4 separate regions of the Mus musculus genome follow, and all the other regions are linked to region 3. Evidence: chromatin contacts called from public HiChIP or PLAC-seq and promoter capture Hi-C data. All regions are on one chromosome and are shown on one strand. Each heading gives the region's core, a stretch centred on a gene start, on an enhancer-like site or on the middle of the called end of the contact. The rest is flanking DNA. Distances are from core to core; before and after follow the strand shown. Region 1 holds the start of Tor4a (torsin family 4, member A). Region 2 holds the start of Paxx (non-homologous end joining factor). Region 3 holds the start of Agpat2 (1-acylglycerol-3-phosphate O-acyltransferase 2 (lysophosphatidic acid acyltransferase, beta)). Region 4 holds the start of Edf1 (endothelial differentiation-related factor 1).

Region 1 (4,607 bases), core at 1,078-3,577, 1.4 Mb before region 3:
GTGGAGCTCAGAGCTAAGCCACTGCATCAGCCTCCCTAGCTCCTGGGGTGAACCAGCTTGGGGACAAGTCACCTGACATCCTTCCTGTTTTCTTCAACAGTTCCGATTGCCTGGGCCCACTGGCTAGTGTCCAGCATGTGCAGGCTTGTGCTGTAAGAGGTTGACCTTAGCTACTACCTGCTTGCAGCCGGTGATGGCAAATTCATGTCCAGCAACATGGTAGTAGCTGAGCTGCTCTGCCAGATGTTCTGCCAGTGCCTGCTCAGGAAAAAAGCCCTCCCCTGCCATCTCCTCTCTGAAGCAGTTGACCACATCCGGCTTGTCCAGTAGCAGGAAGGGCACGATGGCTGCAGTGTGCCACAGAGGGTGTTCTCGGGCCAGGAGCTCTCGAAGACTGGTGAGTAACTCCTGGGCTGGAGATTCCTCAGTCTGAGTACTGCCTGCGCTATGGCGGAGTGGGGGCAACATCCGTGACGCATTTTGCAGCACAAAGTGTGTGATCTCTATACCACCAGCGCCACTTAGGAGTACATAGATAGCATTGTGGAAATGGTGCGAACGCTGTGGCTGCAGGAGGTCGTGGAGCTCATCTAGCAGCGCAGGTGGCAAGAGTTCAGCCTCATCCAGGACCAAGAGAGGGGTCTTCTCCTCGGCCTCAGCCTGTGCCACCACATCTGCCACTCGCTGTGCCAGCTCCTTCCGGCAGTCCTGAACCGGGCGTGGCTCTGGACAGTGATATCGTGCATGGTACTGCAGAACCAAAGCACCATCTTCCAGCACTGCGCGAAAGTGGCGCGCCAACAGACGCCCCACGTGACTCTTGCCTACACCACTGGGCCCGTGCAGTGCCAGGAGCAAGGGATGACTGTGCACATGTGTAGCCAGGTAGTCTCGCAGCAGGGCCATGATGCGGCCCACAGCAGCTGGCTGTCCAAACACAGAACGCTGCAGCGCCTTCTCCAGCCCGTCGAGGTCGTAACGTTGTGCATTATCGTCTAGATTCTCAATGGCGTTGAGAACCTGGAACCCCACAATGGCTACAAGAAGCAGCAGACAACGCTGTGCACGACTCTGCCGCTCTGTGCGGGGTCGGCACTTCCGTGAGGTTTCTGGGTAGAGAACTACCCGACTACGCCTGCGCCTCTTGCGGGGTGTCCTAGAAGTCAGCTCTGTCAGGCTGTCGAAGGTGAAGAATTTAGGTTGGTCTAGGTCGGCACGTAGAGTGCCCAAGCTGCCGGTGGGCCCAAGTGTCCCTGTCCCAGAGTCCGGCTCAGTGCCTGGCTGCAAGAGGCGCCTCTTGCGCAGGACGCAGACTCGGCGGCGCAGACGGAGCACGGCGCGCACTGGCGCTATCACACATGGTCCCTTGGCCTGGGGCTCTAGGCTAGGATGGCTGCGGTCCATGGTTCAGGACCTATGCTGGGCATGTAGTTCCCCTCCCTGCAATAGAAAAATGGGAAGACTTCGTGAGTCCCCGATCTTACCCTCTTGGGGTTCCTTAAGGTACTTTCCGGCCAAATACTGGCCCCGCCTCGCTAGTTCCACTAACCAGGAAGCCCGGCTCTCAGCAGGAGGGCCCCAACGCATGCAAATCTCTTGGGTCCTCTCCGAAAAGGCCTAGGCTGTGAGGAAGTGCGGGGGTGGGGCGAGGTGTATAATTTATCATACTGTTGACCTCCCTCTTAGAGGAATAAACAGAAGGCTCGTTGTCACTGATTAGGGTTATAGAATGGTCAAATTGGACCCTGCACAAACACACCCAGCACCTATCAGACTGTCAAAGGCTTTACAGGTCCCAAGTAGGCACCTTGTTCCAGAGGACTCAGTACCCCTAAGAGTTGAGACTCTCCCCATACTTAGGACAGTTGGTGGAATATGCAGACAAACTTTCATGGTTTTGAGAATGGATTCTAGCACTGTCCCTAGTCACAACCTAGGCCTTCCAACCCACTCCCACCCTTAGCTCCCATCCAAGCCCAAATCTGGGGTCCCTCACCATCCTCCCAGAGAACACAAGAGCAGAAAAATGAACAAGAGCCGAGGAAGGATTAAAGCCTTGCCTCTGAGGAGGCTGGCCTGAAGCTCTCCATATCTGCAGCTACCTACCTGCAGCTGCGCAGGCTCCTCCAGCTCAGCCACTCCCTTCCAAGGCCAGGAGCCAGCAACTCAGGAAGCAGGAAATGCTAGTCTTCCACCCAATCGGTGAGGTGGGTGGGCCAGGGTCTGGCTGGCCCAACTCAGGCTTGAAGGGGTAACAACTTCTGCAGGTCCCCAGGGACAGGAACAGGGGAAGCTCTGGGGAGGTTTCCGCTTAGATGCAAAGGAAGTGAGTCAGGGGTGCTGGCAGGCGGAGCTTGGGCTGAACGGAACCACCAGTGGGGGCAGGTCTGGCTGACTGACCCAGAACCCCTATCCAGGGCACAGAGAGGGAGGAGCCCGTCCAGCAGCTCTTCCCATAGGTTCCCTGGACTCCTGAAAGCTCAGTCTGCCCTCTACTGACATCGCCTCTGCCAGGATACCCCTTTCCCTGACCCAGATAAACTGAGGAAGTGACCCAAAAGACCCTACTTAGTAAACTAGTAGAAAGCAGGTCATTTGCTCAGCGGGGTGCCTCTAATCCCTTTTCTTCTGTACTTCCCTTCCTTTCCCTTCTCTACCGCCCACCCTCCCCTTTGCCCATTCACCTGGACCTCTCATAGGGCAGGACCCAAGAAACAAAAGTTCTAGCGCTAGGGATAGAACCCCTTATGTCTCAGAGCCCTTGTGGAGTGGGAGAGCAGATAGAAAAATGTTCTTTGAGCAAGAACTGGGAGACAGAAAAGCTTTAGACTTTTCATGGCAACCTGTTTGCCTGCAGCCCTGCCCACCTCCATGCCCATTTATGCAGGAAGGGAAGTGCCTCAGACTCCTCCCATTCTGAAAGGGAGCTGGTTGCTTCCTTGGCCAGCCTGGGATCCTGAACTTTCCAGAACTCTCACAAAGTTTAGAGTGGCCAGAGAGGATAAGTGTTTCCAGAGCCATCTAAACAACTCAGCCTCACCCATGACCCCCCCCCCATCTACACTTCACAGACCGTGTAAAATATCAATGCACACAGCTGATTGAGCAGGCCCTAGAGGGAAGAGGCTCTTAGAAACCTTAGTTTTCTAGTCGAGAATTTCCTGACCCAAGGATACTGGGCCCTGGGGTCCTGGATCAGGCCCTGCAAGAAAGGGACAGGATAATCTTTAGGTAAACCCAATGCTGGCCAGCTACTTTTCCAAGAGGCTGATCTATCGAACTCTCTAGGGCCCAGAGTCCCATTCCGGAATAAGGAAAAGAGCTGATAAAGTGACCCATTCAGGGAACTCATGCCCCAGAGTTACTTTTTGCAAGGATAAGGCTTTGATAGACAGAAGGTTCACAAGCCTCAGTGCCCAATCCCTGGTCCCAACCCTACTGTAAAATCCAACCTCACCAGCCCCAAACCTGACCCTTCACCTACCACACCCTTTCCTTTCACAGCTCCTTGAAGGCACACTTGGCCCACACTAGCAGAATCCAGCCACACAGACCTTTTGTCTCTCCCAGGCTTCAGCCTCTAGCAGTCCTTCCCTCTGCCCAGTTACCCTGCCTGGCATCCAGTCCACTCACAGCTTCTGTTCTCAGCCCAGACCTTTCCTGTCTACCCCATGTAGCCCTAGTCACCATCCTAAGTGCATGAAAACAGCCCCAAGAGCCTTCCTGAAATGTCTGTGCTGTGTAAGTAGCAGCTGCCTGGATATGACAACCTCAAGTCCCAGTGTCATAAGCTTTTTACTAATGGATCACTGCCATCACCCCACAGACATGTTTCTTCCACTTTTAAAATAACCAAGCAAGCCGGGCACTTGGGAGGCTGACAAGTAGGTGGGGGATCTGTGACTCTGAGAACAGCCTGGTTTACATACCAAGTTCCAGGACAGCCAGGGCTACAGAGACCCTGTCACAGAAAATAATATAATAATAATAATACAGGAGAATCTAGCAGCACTTCCCCCAACTGAAGGCCTGTGTTTTTTTGACCTGTGACCTCTACACAGCTGGAAACTTAAGCAGCGCTCCTGTGGTCCCACAGTGATCTAGTTGTGGTGTCATTGGCTGAAGTCTCCCCCAGCCACCTAGAGGGTGGTGGAGGCTGAAAATTCAATCCACTGTGCTGTGCCTTCAAGATTGGTGGTTATGATCAAATGAGGTTGTAAAAATGTCACCTTGTCATTCCATGGCTTTAAAGAGAGAAAACAGAACCCATACATTTTCATTCCCTCCCTCCCTGCCCTTCCCCATCCCTCTCTGTCCCCTTCTCCCCCAATCACTGAGGTACCCTATGCCTCAGGCCTCTGTCAGAAAGGCTACTATCATTAAATTCATCCTGATCTTTGGACCAGGTTCTTGAGCCAAAATAAACACACTTTATGATTCATCTAGTCTATAGTGTTGCTTATAATAGAAAACCGTTCCTTCCCCTTCACTCAGCTTCAGGGATATATTCACTAGCCTGCCCCTCCCCACCTGGTGACATACAGCCAGATTCAGCCAAGGTACATACCATTCATTCACAACTGGGAAAAGCTAGGCACAGACTGGGG
Region 2 (4,884 bases), core at 1,134-3,633, 1.1 Mb before region 3:
GCACCCCCGTTAGCCCCACTACTTCCATACACTCATCTGCAGCCCCATAAAGCATCTCTGCCCCAAGTAATTGTGTCCTGAACGTCCAAATGGCCAGAGACCCACAACTACACCACCTCAACCCTATGGTGAGAAACATAGTTAAAGGTGGTGTCCCCAAATGCTGAAGACAAGAGAGTCCACTGGACAAAGCACAATTCACCCTCCTCCATGGTGTGGAACAAAGGCCTGGGGCCCTTTACAGCTGCCCCAGCACGGAGGCATCAGGGATCTAGGGGATTGGATTAGTCTCCCAAACCAGTCAGGCCAGAGCTGGGCGGGGTGCCCTGGATGGCCAAGGAGGGTGGGGAGCCCCATGAAGCTCAGCCTCTGGGATCCTGGCCAAGTGGGTGGGGGCAGGCCTCCATTCCTCAGTCCAGCCACAGACTGTGGGCCAACCATATCTCCTATAAGGGGCTTCTACTGTCTAATGCCCTCTGGTGGCCTCCAAGACAACGCCTCTGTGCTACCTGGGTGGGGCTTGCAAGTGTGGGACATCTAAGCCTTAGAGAGTTCTGGCTCTACCAGACCAGGACGCTCTCAGCTTCTGTGCTGGCCACGCAGAATCAACACAGTAGGTCTGAGAAAGCTCTGCTGCCTGCCTTAAGACCTAGGCGGGAGAGCCTCCTGGATGCCGAGAGCCTGATGCATCTGTTTGCCTCCCAGGGCTCCACAGTACACCAGAGGGGTCTTCTCGTGCCCCCTCCCCAAGGCCAATCTTCACAACTCAAGTCTGGCCTAGCATCTCTCCCCGAGGGAGCAGTTTATTTGACGGAGAAGGGATGAGAGGCACCTTTGCCCAACAGCAGGACCACAGGGGAAGTGAAGCAAGGGGTGTCTCTGATTAGGGGGTCCTAGATCTCCCCTTTCCTTGCAGGCAGGCTCCTGGCCAAGTAACAGGCTTTGCTGTCCTCAGGTCTCATCAAAGTCTACACCAGCAGCTGGTTTCTTACTAGAAGACAAGAGTATGTAAATACATAGAAGAAAAGGAAGGGACCAGGGCAGGGGAGACAGGTGGCAAGTACCTTTTGAAGCCAGGGTTAATGAGAGACTCCCCTGGACACCGTCTCCTGACCCCAGGCCCAGAGCTGCCTCTCTGGTGATCAAGTTCTGCCAGAAAATAGGATCAGGGAAATCTTGAACTCCAAAGAACCCTGGCCAGAACTCTGTCCACATGGAAAGATTCTCCCATGAGACATCTGGAGAGGCAGTTCCAGAGAAAGAGCAGCCCCAGCCCACATGCCAGGCCCACCCCTTACCTGGTAAGAACTGAGTGCCTGCTGGCTGGGTGTTCTTCTTGGGGCTAGTGATGGTCTCTTCTGCAGCTAAGAGAGAGTCGTGGCATCTCACTCAATGCCAGGAGGGTCTGCAAAAGCATGCCCCTGAGGGAAGGTACAGGTGCCCACACATACAGTACCTGCCAGCCGCCTCTCTAGGTTGCATACATGCTCTGCCAGGCTGAGAGTCAAAGCCTGCAGCCTGGGGGCTGCCTCCGGGCTGGGCACCTTGGAGAGGTCAAAGGCCAGGGCAGGGGTATCCCCTGAAAGGGTTATCAATGCTCTGTCTTCTTGCAGGCTTACAGTTACTGCCTGCTGTTGGCAGGCTGCCCTAAGGAGGGAGATGTGTGTTATGGCCAGGATGTGTTAGCACTACCCCAAGCTTCTCATTCACATGGCCTCCCTAACTGGAACTCACCTGAACCGGGAATGGATATCTTCAGCCCCACTTAGGCCAAATCGGGCTTTCTGCTGGGAACAAGGAATTGTCACTAACCCCGCCCAGGACCCTGGACCCACTGGACATTCCAAACTGCCCTACCCTGGAAATGCTATTAGAACCACTGCCACGGGGAGGGGGAGGGTGGCAAGCTACCAGCTGTCTCCTATCCCCAGCACTGTTACTCACGAGCCTCGCCAGGCTGTCAGGCGAGAAGCAGGTGCTCCAGAGCTCGGCGGCGTCCGTCACACTGGGTGGGAGGGGCTGTCAGGCACCGTGCCCGCTATGCTCCCGCACCCCACATCCCTAGACTCCACTCACTAGAGGTTGAAGTCGTCGCGGTCCCCGTCTCCACCACTATCCCGCTCGCAGTAGCACACCAGGCGGGGGGAGCCCGAACCCGGCGGCAGAATACAAAGCGGCAGCGACAACAACGGAGGAGCCATGACAGCAGGGCGGTCTCGCCGCAGGAGCCAAGTTAGATGTGGGCTGAGGGCGCCTGCGCAGAAGTACAAACTCGGTGACTCACAATCTAAGGTGTTCGCTCGGCGGCGGAACTTCTGGTTTCTGGAGGGACGGAAGGACGAGGCGATGGGCGGTACTCAAGGTTGACATTGTTTCCGGGTACCAGGCATTAAGTAAGAGGCTGACTAAAGGGCGGGGTTTAGCACGTGGGGCGGGGCGGGAAGCACTCGGAGGGCGGGGCTTAGCGCATTAGCTACTCAGTGCTATTCTGGGCTCTGTTCTTTGGCCCTTGCATCCAAACAGAGATCTACTATGGTCTCACTCCTTGTGCTCTTCCGCTTTTCTGGGTCCTTCTTAGCAACATATCTGCCGCTCTTCAATGCCGGTCTTCTTTCCTATCTATCCCCCAAGGGCTTGTACTGCAGGGCCTCCAAACTGTTGGTCACTTGTCCCTTCCTGTCACTTTAGATATAAACACATCTCTTTCTAAAGCTGAGTTGTAACAAACCAAAATACAAGAGTAAGTACAGTACATGTGGAAACGTTTGGAGATGCAGTTTTCTCCCGGGCAATACCCTCCCATTGTCTGAGTCACCACCCTCTGTGTGATACCTGTCAGCCCTGAGGACACCTTCACCAACAGGAGGTCTCTGGAACCTGAGATCTAATGGGAGAGATGACTAGTCCGACAGGACAGCACTCACACTGCAGCAAATGCTCATGAGAATCCACACAGGGCCTGCATAGTAGGGGCTGATGCCACCTGCAGAGAATGGAGCCCAGCAAAGGGTGTGCTCAGGAGGAGGCCTGATGGGAACAGAAGTCTTCCCAAGGCTGTGGAAGAGGGCTAGCATGAACCTATGAGAACCATGGTGAGAGTGGTTAGTAACTTGGTGAACTGTGCTAACATTTGAAAAGTGCCATCAGCCAAACATACTCAATTCCCACTTTCCTCTAGTTTTGCTCAACCCTGCTGAGGCTCCGGACTAGAGCCTTTGCGTGCATGGGTTTTTGCCTGTCTCCAGCCGGGTGTACTTACCTGTAGTTCTTTTGAAAGTGTCCTCTTGAGGATCCATGTAGAACATTTCACCTCTGCTCAAGTCTCCATCCCTCTCTCCCATGTCTTACTTTCCCTGCTTTTCACTGTGTACCGTACATCCTGGTTTTAGGAGTTTCTGGCTCAGCCTTGATGTCTGCCTGCATCTCCACCATTGTCTGACCCCCTCCTAGAAGCTGCATCTAAGGTCTTGCTTCTATTCTAGCCACTGGAATATGGCAGAAATGATGTCTGTCATTTCTCCCATCCCTACTGCATTGCTCACCACAGCACAAGGCAACCCAGGAAAACCTTTGATATTAAAGTATGGAGGCCTGCCTGTGCCAGAGCCAGAGCCAGAGCCAGAGCCAGAGCCAGAGCCAGAGCCAGAGCCAGAGCCAGAGCCAGAGCCAGAGCCAGAGTCAGAGCCAGAGCCCCAGAGCCAGAGCCAGAGGCAGAGGCAGAGCCAGAGGCAGAGCCAGAGGCAGAGCCAGAGCCAGAGCCAGAGCCAGAGCCAGAGCCAGAGCCAGAGCCAGGAAGCAGAGTCCTGTCCAGGCCTCAGGTCTGGGAGATGGTGAACGGCATCCTCTTCCACTCGAGGGGCCTGTCCCAGACCTTAAGGACCTGGAGATATCGCTGCTTCTTGTTCTAGGCTGCTAAAGTCTGCAAGGATTTGTTTCTCAGCCTCCCATGGAGCTGCTGGTTTTGTTTGTTTGCTTTGTTTTGTTTGTTTTACCAATTTGAGTGAAAAACTTTAAACCGACTACAAAGCAGAAATAACAGCATAATGAGCCCCAGATGGACGAATTATCAACATTTTGACAAATTTACAATCAATATTTTTATTAAATTCTATTTTATTTTATTAATTTTTGCATAATATTCACATTACAGGTGTCACTGAACTATACCCTCAAACATTTCGGGACAATTTTGTCTCTTCAAACATTGGTACTTCAGGGCGTGGTGGAACACACTTGTAAATCCAGATGGAAAGGCTGAAGCCCAAGGATCCCAGGTACCTGCTCAGCAGGAGTACACAACAGGGTCCTAGCACACACACAAAAGCCAAACAAGTTATACTGTGTCCAGTATAAACACAGAAATAATACACTTACCTTCCTGTGTGTGTGTTCTACATATTCACATGTACACACATATGTGCAAGTAGAGACCAGAGCCAATGTGAGCACCTCCCTCAGTTTATTATTATTATTATTATTATTATTATTATTAAGCATTTCTATTCATTTTATTGTGAGTGGGTGTATGTGTGTCATGGTACAGAGGTCAGAAGTCAAAGGGCAGTTAGTTTTCTTCTTCCATCCTTAGGTCCCAGGGATCAAACTCAGGTCATAAGCCTTAGTAGCAAGTACCTTTACCTTTAGAGGCATCTCAGTGACCTTCTATTTGATGTACTTGAAAGCTGAATCTGTCTACAGTGGCTCCCGGGACCCAGGGCACACATGGAACAGGGTGGAATGTGGCTTGCCTCATGTAATTGCTGTTCCAAAGCGGGAGCTTCTGGGCAGCTAAACCAGCCGTATCATACTCTTAGGCTAGATGCTGGGGACTACAGGGTCCAAGAAGGGCCTTTAGGCACCTTGGGTCTTCCCACGAAGAACTAA
Region 3 (4,594 bases), core at 1,844-4,343:
AGGAGGAGGAGGAGGAGGAGGAGGGGGAGGAGGAGGAGGGGGAGGAGGAGGAGTGGGGACTGACCCATTACCCAAAGGCAGCCAGAGCTAGGCTTCACTGTTCTCCACAGGTCAAGATGGCATCATTGAATCAGGAGAGGAACATGTTAGCAATGTTCTACAAAATTCTGTTTCTGCTAACCTACAAACGGCCAGGACTTTCCAGGATGATGCTGACTCTTATAGCCTAGGCAGCAAGAAGGGGCTTAGCCAGGGCTCAAAGCTAAAGTTCAGCCTAAAAACTAAGACTAGTTCCTGCAGGTGCTAGGTATCCATTGCCCCCACCCCTCACTCTCCACAGATGCTTGGATGAGATACAGTGTAGTCACAGGCTGCAACACTGGAGCTCTAGGTTAGGAAGGAGGCCTGTTCTTATTTTACTGGGGTCATGGTCTCACTTACTCACTCACTCATTCACTTACTCATTCTGTGTGTGTGTGTGTGTGTGTGTGTGTGTTTTAGGTCTAAATTATTCTTGTTAAGGTGACCCAACTTTGCAGCTGAGCAAAATTCTATCCAGCCTCCCTGGGCTTTACTATCCCCTTGTCGAATGCTATAACCAAGTCCCCTGTCCCCTGCCTCCTGTCACCCAACTCTGGTCTGTATACAGGGAAGGGCTCCACATGTACAGCCCTTCCTTGGTCTTAGCCCCTAAGCCACGTCTGAATAGTCAAACTTGGTCTCTGTGTTTCTAATGCTGTTCCTTGCATCTCAGAACTCTAAACCAAATGACAAAGGCTTCCTTTAGAAACCAGGTGCAGACCAGGGCTGTCCTTCCAGGAGCTCAGGATCTGGCTTACAGCCCTTTAGTGCCTTAAATTAATAACATCACTCAAGAGGCAGAGGCAAGTGGATCTCTGAGTTTGAGACCAGCCTGATCTACAGAGTGAGTTCTAGGACAGCCAGGGCTACACAGGGTTTTTCTAAACTCTCTCTAGAAAAACAAACAAAAAAACAGAACAATAAGATTAGCCCTTAGTATAGCAGTCATCAACCTATGGGTCTCGGCTTCTTTGGGGGTCAAATGCCCTTTCACAGGGGTAGAATATCAGATAACTTGCATATCAGATAGTTATGATTCATAAAAGTAGCAAAATTACAGTGATGAAAATAATTTTATGGTTGGGGGGGTCACCACAATATGAAGAACTGTTTAAAGGGTCATACAGCATTAGGTTGAAAGTCTCTGCCTTAGAGTGACTGTATGCAGCACCCTTGGAAAGCATCACTATAGCTGAGCCGGCACCAAGGGAATTTATTATAGAATTTATTATACACTGGCCCTCTGGGGTTCGGTTCCCAGAGCACCCTGTCCTGGCTGGGGGGATCTTGATCCCTTGCCTCCTTCTTTCCAAACTCTCCCAGTCCGCAAACCTTTCTGTCAAATTGCTTTTCTGAACCTCAGTCCCATCTGTTGCCCAGGCAGAGTAGCATCTGCAACCCAAGCTTGGCTGGCCTAGGCCAGGGAGGCACGAGATGGGGATGAGTCCATATGTGGACTGAGCAAGCCTCCACCTCCTAGCTAGTCAATCCCTTTCTTTTCCACTCACCCCTCTCTACGGTCATCCCTGGAGGATGTCATGCTTGCAATACTCCAAGGGCCCTGCTGTTCCTATCTCAACTCATCGCCTTATGAGGATTTAAGACAGGAACCCTAAGACAGGGTGGGGAGGTGGGGAGCAGGCCTCCCCACCCTGTTCTATGCACCGTGAAAAGTGCATAGCTAGGGCACCCTTGTCTTCTGTGCAAGGGTCTCCTCTGCATGTCTGCTCCCTGGGACACTGGATAGTCACTATAAGCACCTGAGAAATGAGGGCTGGGACCCACAAAATATGGCTGGTCAGGACAGCATCCTAACCCCAAAGACGACCAGATACAGCCGAGAGTCAGGAAACCATCATTCACAGTCCTTGTAACTACCGCGGGGGAGGAGGGGCTTCAGGGGCACAAGGTCCGAAACACCCAGGCAAGGCCAAGGCCAGGACATTGCAAAACCCACCCTCTCAGCAGTCCAAATGGGGCAGAAAGAAATGTAGCAACAGTCTCCTGGGAGTGTGGACAGGGAGAAAGGACTAGAGGCTTTTTCTCTCGGGCAGCCCCCATTGCAGGACAACCTAGCCTGATCTCCATACCTGTACCTTTTGCTTGTCCACTAAGCTTCCCTGCTCTGGGAGATGGGCAGAGGAGGATTCTGGCCACAGCCTCCTTCCTTTATTGCTAGCAAGCCAGGTCCAAAGACAGTTCGGCCCCCACCCCCCAGAAGAGGAAGTTAATGACAAGGAGAACCTGTGGCTACAACCTGGGCACAGGTGTCTTCTAACCGGCAGAGAGGTGGAAGCACGGACCGGAAGCCTGGCTAGGCTTCGGTTTCCCTGCTGGTGAAAGTGGGATTGGGCCTGTCCCACCTTCGCTCGGCCCCCTCCCTCTCCCAAAGCTAGCGGCGCGCGCAAACCCGACACTCCACGCTGCGCGCAGGGGGCGCCGCAGGGCCGAGCCCTACAAGCGGCGCACATCGTGACACGCGCCCCTGGGACGGGAAGCCGCGTCGTCGGAGGCTCCGGACCGTGGGGACGGCGGGGCGGGCGGGGCAGGAAGGAAAGAACGCGAGGAGCTCAGAAGTTAGGAAAGCGGAAGCGCGCGCCCATCCCGGCGTCCGGCCCCCTTGCCTCATGTTATCCACGGTGCGGCCGCCGTGGCGCAGCAGGCAGACGATCGAGGCCGCGGCGGAGAAGGACAGGCAGAGCACGCAGTAGAGACCGACCTTGGCGTAGAACCTGGCTGTGCGGCTCAGCTGCACAAGCAGCAACAGCAGCAGCAGCGCCGCCGTCAGCCATGGCCACGGGTCCATGGCGGCCGCACCCCAGCCCCGACGGCGCCGCCGCCCTCCACCCGCCGCCCGCGCCCCTTTTGAGGAGCGCCGAGGGTAGAGGGCGGGCCAGGCTGGAAGCCCAGAGCTAGGTGCGGCCGTCCCGCCCTGTTCCCGCCCCTCCGGGCCTGGCCCTGCCGGGGGGCATCGCGCCCCGCTCCGCCCCGCCGCGTCCTGGACGCGGACCCCGCCTCCCTCGGCCCTTCGGGTGTCACCCTCTCCGCCCCGCCCCTCCCTGCCACCCTGCCCCTTGCGGCAGGACATTGAGGTTCCCTCACTCGTCCCGCGGCTCCCATCTCTGAGCTGCCGGGTGGCCTGGGCTCTGGCGTTGCCTCCCACGCCCCTGCACCGGGGCTTGCGGCCACAAGTCCCCAGCCTGGCACCGCAGCTCCCTAAGGGTGTGCAACCGACCTAAGACGTGCCCATTATGCCAGTCTTGTCACCACACAAAGGACCATTGACCGGCTACTGAGTGACCAATGGTTACCTGACTAGGCCACCTGGCTGGTGGCCTGGGCCCTTTAGGTTCCCTTGAGCAGGGAGACTGAAGCCCTATTCCCATGATGCAACGAGCTGGGGGAGGCAGAAGGAGTAGTGAGAGTTTTGGAGTGGGGGTGTCTCTGGGGTAATGTGGCACCGGGGACCTTCTGATGCCCGGCCAGCAGTGTGGATCAGGCGATTGTGTTCCCATGCGCACTGTGTTCTAACCGCCAGCCTGTAGTTGGTGCTCACTGGGACACTTGTAGTAAGAAGCCTTGGGCTTGCAGGCCAGCCATATACATCCTTCCTGATCATGTTCTCAGAGCAGATGTCAGTGACAAAATGCATCTAGCTTCTTTTTTGGTGAGGTTGGTCTGCACCTAGGTGTGGAACTCAGCGATGGCTGTAGATATTAATGTGCCCACAGGCTCCCCTATATCCAGGCATTCTGAGAGAATCTCTGGTTTTCTCAGATCCGGAGAGATGATAATTTTAATATCTACCTATATAACTGTGCTTAGCTTTTTTTTTTTTTTTTAGACTTATTTTATGTATGCGAGTACACTGTAGCTATAGGTTGTGAGCCTTCATGTGGTTGTTGGGAATTGAATTTTTAGGACCCCTGCTCGCTCCGGTTAGCCCACTCAACTCTGGTCAACTCTGCTCCCTCAATCCCTGCTTGTACACCAGAAGACGGTGTCAGATCTCATTACCGGTGGTTGTGAGCCACCATGTGGTTATTGGGGCTTGAACTCAGGACCTTCGGAAAAGCAGTCAATGCTCTTACCGGCTGAGCCATTTCGCCAGCCCTGTGCTTAGCTTTTAAAGCAGGGCCAAAGCTGTGCCAGGGTGGGTAAGGAACCACCAGGAGTCACTCCAGCTTCAGGCTTCTGTGCTCATGAGGTTGCAGGCAGGGTGAGCTGCAGGGTTTCAGCTTCTCTGGTAGAAGACCCAGATATGCTTGGAGAGAAGGGGGGGGGGGAGAGGGGTGCTACGGGGCTGCTAGGATCCCAGCTGAGATCTCCAAGGCATCAGGTCCTCACAGCTCTGCAGCCCCCTCAGGAATGTATGCTGAGTCCTTCCTGCCTTTTAATTCTAACCAACCTGGTGTCCTTTTTATTTATTCATTTAGCGTATTGGTTTATGTTTTTAAGGTTTTTTGTTTGGTTTGGTTTGGTTTGTTTTTTTGGGGGGTGGGTTGTTTTTGTT
Region 4 (4,653 bases), core at 718-3,217, 1.0 Mb before region 3:
AAGTTACATACTGAGACCCTGTCTCAAAACAAAACAAAACAAAACAAAACAAAAACCCCACAGATTTTAAACCTTTTATTTTCTATTTATGGATACTTGGTCTGCATGTAAATCTATGCACAGCATGTGTTCCGTGTCTGTGGAGGCCAGAAGGCATCTGAGCCCCTGAGATGAATTATAGATGCCTGGGAGCCACCTTGTAGGTGCTGGGAATTAAACTCAAGTCTTCTGGAAGAGCAGTCGGTGCTTTTTACTGCAAAGCCATCACCCCATTTTTTAATTAAAAATAAAATTAAAGTGTGATTTTTTAAAAATTTTATTTTATTTTATTTTTTGGTATCCAGAGTGAAGGTGCATGCTTTTAATCCCACTAGTCAGGAGGTAGAAGCAGGCAGATCTTTATGAGTTCCAGACTAGCCAGTCCACACAGTGAGCCTTTAAACAAACAAACAAACAAACCAACCAAACCAAACCACCACCACCATGTATGTGTGGTGTGTGTGTGGAGTGTGTGTGGTGTGTATTCCATCTTGTTTTAAGTGTATGGGCATTTTGCCTTTACATGTCTGTACACCAACTGTGTGCCTAGTGCCCTCAGAGGCCAGAAGAGGGAATCAATGCCGCTGGAGTTAGAGTTACATCCTGCTGTTCTCAGGTTCTCTGCAAGAGCAGCAAATGCTCTTAGCCACTATGCCTCTATAATCATTTTGTTTTCCTCCCCAAGCAGGGTTCCATGTAGTCCTGGAAGGTCTCAAACTTGCTTTGTAGCTAAAGATAACCTTGACCTTCTGATCCTCATATCTCCACCTGGCAAATACGGGTGTTGCAGAAGTAATTTACATTATTATTATTATTAATTTAATGTATATGAGTACACGGTAGCTGTCTTCAGACACATCAGAAGAAGGCATAGTATTCAAATACAGATGTCAAGAACCACTATGTGGTTGCTGGGACCTCAGGATCTCTGGAAGAGCAGTTCCTGGAGAGAGAGCATCTCTCCAGGCTCCTTTTTTTGGTGTGTGTGTATTTTTGTATTTATAGGGTGTTTTTGTTTGTTTTTTGAGACAGTTTCTCTATGTAGCCTTGGCTGTCCCGGAGCTCGTTTGGTAGACTAGGCTGACCTCGTACCCAAAGATTCTTCTGCCTCGGCCTTCCGAATGCTGGGATTAAAGACCACCACCTCGAGGCTGAGTTGCTTATTTTTAAAGTAATTTTGTTTCTATGTATTCCAAAGAAGCCATCAATGGTTCACATGTTTCTGGCCCCACAAAATTTGCCAGCTGCTGTTTCTCTCCCAGAGAGCACCTCCAAAGGAACTTCGAAGTACTGGTATAATGCCAAGCTACAAGCACAAGAGAACCTGGATTCTATCCTGGGATCTCCTAAGGCGTGGCCTGGAAGACAGGTGTATACCCACTGGTGTGGGGGACGCTGGCCCAGGTTCTCCAGAAGTAAGGTGGTGGAGACCGGCTGGGATCAGTAGGATCCCACTTGTACGGCACCTGTGCTAGCATGGCGTGTGTGTAGGTCTCCAGGGCCCCCTTCTCCGTGCCTCACTCCCCTCGCAGATACCTGTGTTCCCTCTCCGCCCCAGCTCTCTTCCGGGTCCCCACTCTTTTTACTAAGGTTCTTCTCTCTTCTGCACTTTTTTTCTCGGGATCCTCCACTCTCTTCTTCGGTCCTCCCGTCTGCTCTCCATGTCCTCTCCGCTCTTCTCTCCTTTAGGGTCCCTCACTCTCCGCTCCCTTCGATCCCCACACAATTCCCACCCCTGGCGCTCCGCCCTGCGCAGCCACAGGGACACGGGACTGGAACCGTGGCGGCGATCAGGCGTCGCCCTCCACGCGCCGCCCGCGGGCAGCCCCCGCGGGTCCCTAGACTAGCCGGGTGCGGATTGGCCGCAGAGCTCGGGAAGTGCGGGCTCCTGGAACCACCGACCAATGGGAACCAGGGGCGGGACCGAGGCGCTGGCGCCGGAAGCGGGGAGGCGACGAAGGGACGTCGCGTCGCCGCGCCGGGTCTCGAGCAGCTGCCAGAGCCGCCGGACGGATCGCTGCCCCCGCCGCGCCATGGCCGAGAGTGACTGGGACACCGTGACGGTGCTGCGCAAGAAGGGCCCCACGGCCGCACAGGCCAAGTCTAAGCAGGTGCTCAGCCAGCGGGGGGCGGCGGGAAGCTGCCGGGCCGCACGGCGCTCTGCGGTCGCTGGGCCGAGCCGGGGAATCCGGCAGTGGGTGGGGACCCGAACGGATCTTTCGAGGGTGGAGACCTTGGGGGACAACAGGTACTCCTTGGAGATGGAGTACGGGAAAAGACTGGGGTAGAGGGCAGCTGACCTGCGCGAGGCTGGGGCAAAGGTCGGAGCAGGGGGATGGGAATGTGGCCTGGGCTCTGGACTGGGACAGGCCTGGGTGAGGACCTGGATGGAGATGAAAACAGGATTGAGAACAGGTGCAAGTGTGGGTCAGAGAACCTGGCTGGTCACTAAATGTGGGGTGGGCAACGTGGGCATTAGGCGCAGGAAACTTGGGAACCAGGGTAGGGGCAGTCCTGCTGAAGGTTTTGCCCTTACCTGGTATCAGCCTGTGCTGGCATCACTGGTGGCTTCCTGCCCATGATGCCCACCCAGGCGATGTCAGCCTATAAAGAGGGCTGTGTGAGACATTGGTCTGATGTCCTCTCCATAGGTGAACTCTGTGTCCCTGAGCCCTGGATGCTGTGGTTCCCTAAGTGGTACTGACCAGAGCTGGAGTTATTTGCCATAGTTGAAGCCAAGTCCACAGTCCTCTTTTCAGGAGAACTTGGAATCATCCTTAAGTGTGTAGAAAGTCTGAGCATATTACACAGAGACGCTCACATGCCACTCCTCTGAAGCAGGATGTTAATACTCAGTTACTGTGGCCCAGGCATCATCGTTAGTGGTCCTACTTCCCAGGGAGACTACTGAGACTACTGTGGGGTGTGTCATTTCTCATTAGGAACCGTACTGGCCGAAGAAGCCAGGGCAGCATTCCACACCTTTCTGCTTTATAGCAGAGTTTGGAAGAAAACTAGCTCTGTTTCCAATAAAGAACCTGGTCGCCTGTACTGTGTGTGCGCATGCACGTGCTCTGATATTGATTTCTGGGTCTAGTGTATCTAGCACTAAGAAGGCTTGAATCAGCCTTCTGAGGGCTAGGATCACAGTCCTGTGCCACCATACCCAGCTCACACCTGTCTTAGTGTAAAAGTGAGTTGGTTCTTTTAGCAGTAGTTCAATGCATGTTATCTAGATATGTGTGTACAGTGTACCCCTGTTTCTTTGGGGACACATTCTGAGGCTGCTCAGTAGATGCCTGAAACTGAGTTGTGCTGGATCCTGTATGTAGTGTGTGTTCTCCTACTCATATATACCCACCCATGAAGAAGTTTATAGATTAGGCACAGTAAGAAATAGTAATAAGGGTTGGAGAGTTGGCTCTGTGGTGAAGAATACTTGCTGTTCTTACAGACCCAAGGTCAGGTACCAGCATCAACATGGCAGTTCACACCTGCCAGTAACTCCAGGTCTGGTGGACCCCAACACCCGCTTCTGGCTCTATGGGCGCTGTATGCAGACAAATACTCATGTAAGCCAGTCATAAGTAATGGTTGAAAAGAACAGCTGTAACAGTACACTGTAATAGGAGTTGTGCCAGTGTGGTTTCCTGGGGTCCTATATGCACCCTTCTTTTAGGGATGGTGTGAAGTGATAGATTATCTCAATGATATTCTGAAGCCATGCGAATCACCAAGCCGTGATTATGTAGCATCAGGCTCCTCCATCATGATTTCTCGAACATGAAGTCTGTTTTGGTGCCTTGACAGTTATCTGGGATCCAAAAAGGTTGACAGATGGATGAGTAAGAGGCAGGTAGCATACACTGCTGAGACAGCACTGGACAGAGGACAGACACTGGACACTGTCTTAGGTGAGACAGTGGGTACAGTATGAAAGCGCATCACACTTTTCAGAAAATACACAAATTTTAAAATTATGAATTGTTTATTACCTGGAAATTCCCAGGTATGTGTCTGAACTAAAGATGACCATGTGTTTACCAAAAACATGGGAAGTAAAACCAGAGCCAGGCAGGGGACACTCTTATGGTGAGTTTGGTTGGCTTTACCTAGCATTGGGTGGCAGGCTTGTAGATTTAGCACCACATGATCTGTAAACAGCTGCTTAAATTGTGCTCCGTGCTCCCCCAAAGCTCATTTTGATTGAAAACTACTTTTTGGTTTTCTAGGCCATCTTAGCGGCTCAGCGACGAGGAGAAGATGTGGAGACATCCAAGAAATGTAGGTACTCAAGTTTCTACTTGCAAAGCAAGGGTGTGCTGGGAATTGCTAGTCTGATGATATGGTCTGGTGCCCTGGGGTGGTACCCTGAGGACCTGTCAGGAGCAGAGACTGGACAGCCAGGAAATATTCTTGACTTGTCGGCACAGCTCTGTGTGGCGTGAAGTCAGTGGGGACTGTTAACTTTCTTCCTACCACTCTGGGAAGATTCAGATTCAGGGCTCTGAGGTCTGGGAAGCCCACCGGACCTGGCCTGTCAGTCTGGTTTTTATTTGAAATCTTTCCCGTGTGCTGATTGCAAGCCGTCATTGCTCTGTTCTGCTCACATTG

Evidence for each region. Promoter capture Hi-C pulls out the DNA fragments that hold promoters and counts their contacts. HiChIP or PLAC-seq counts read pairs in DNA pulled down with a chosen protein or histone mark.
Region 1: a promoter capture Hi-C map of the C10 cell line shows a contact between it and region 3, with 3 times the contacts expected there. The contact joins the promoter of Tor4a here to the promoter of Agpat2 in region 3. A contact is called at or near these places in 1 of 39 promoter capture datasets (the C10 cell line) and 1 of 115 datasets of contacts at active chromatin or transcription factors (pancreatic cancer cells).
Region 2: a promoter capture Hi-C map of pre-B cells shows a contact between it and region 3, with 3 times the contacts expected there. The contact joins the promoter of Paxx here to the promoter of Agpat2 in region 3. A contact is called at or near these places in 2 of 39 promoter capture datasets (liver and pre-B cells) and 1 of 115 datasets of contacts at active chromatin or transcription factors (pancreatic cancer cells).
Region 4: an HNF4G HiChIP or PLAC-seq map of pancreatic cancer cells shows a contact between it and region 3. The contact joins the promoter of Edf1 here to the promoter of Agpat2 in region 3. A contact is called at or near these places in 2 of 39 promoter capture datasets (the C10 cell line and liver) and 1 of 115 datasets of contacts at active chromatin or transcription factors (pancreatic cancer cells).

What each region holds. Positions count from the first base shown.
Region 1 is chr2:25,194,486-25,199,092 of GRCm38.p6, forward strand. Tor4a (torsin family 4, member A) reads right to left here and starts at 2,328. Exons shown (of 2, transcript NM_146115.4): 1 at 2,107-2,328; 2 at 1-1,440. The coding sequence starts at 1,404. The coding sequence ends at 124.
Region 2 is chr2:25,458,711-25,463,594 of GRCm38.p6, forward strand. It overlaps Paxx (non-homologous end joining factor), which reads right to left and starts at 2,384. Exons shown (of 7, transcript NM_153557.1): 1 at 2,077-2,384; 2 at 1,945-2,005; 3 at 1,735-1,784; 4 at 1,457-1,647; 5 at 1,299-1,364; 6 at 1,065-1,149; 7 at 778-991. The coding sequence starts at 2,201. The coding sequence ends at 952. It overlaps Clic3 (chloride intracellular channel 3), which reads left to right. Exons shown (of 6, transcript NM_027085.3): 6 at 1-62. The coding sequence ends at 13.
Region 3 is chr2:26,601,324-26,605,917 of GRCm38.p6, forward strand. It overlaps Agpat2 (1-acylglycerol-3-phosphate O-acyltransferase 2 (lysophosphatidic acid acyltransferase, beta)), which reads right to left and starts at 3,094. Exons shown (of 6, transcript NM_026212.2): 1 at 2,706-3,094. The coding sequence starts at 2,887.
Region 4 is chr2:25,555,880-25,560,532 of GRCm38.p6, forward strand. Edf1 (endothelial differentiation-related factor 1) reads left to right here and starts at 1,968. Exons shown (of 5, transcript NM_021519.2): 1 at 1,968-2,150; 2 at 4,272-4,323. The coding sequence starts at 2,073. Gm35476 (a long non-coding RNA gene) reads right to left here and starts at 1,649. Exons shown (of 4, transcript XR_866044.3): 1 at 1,576-1,649.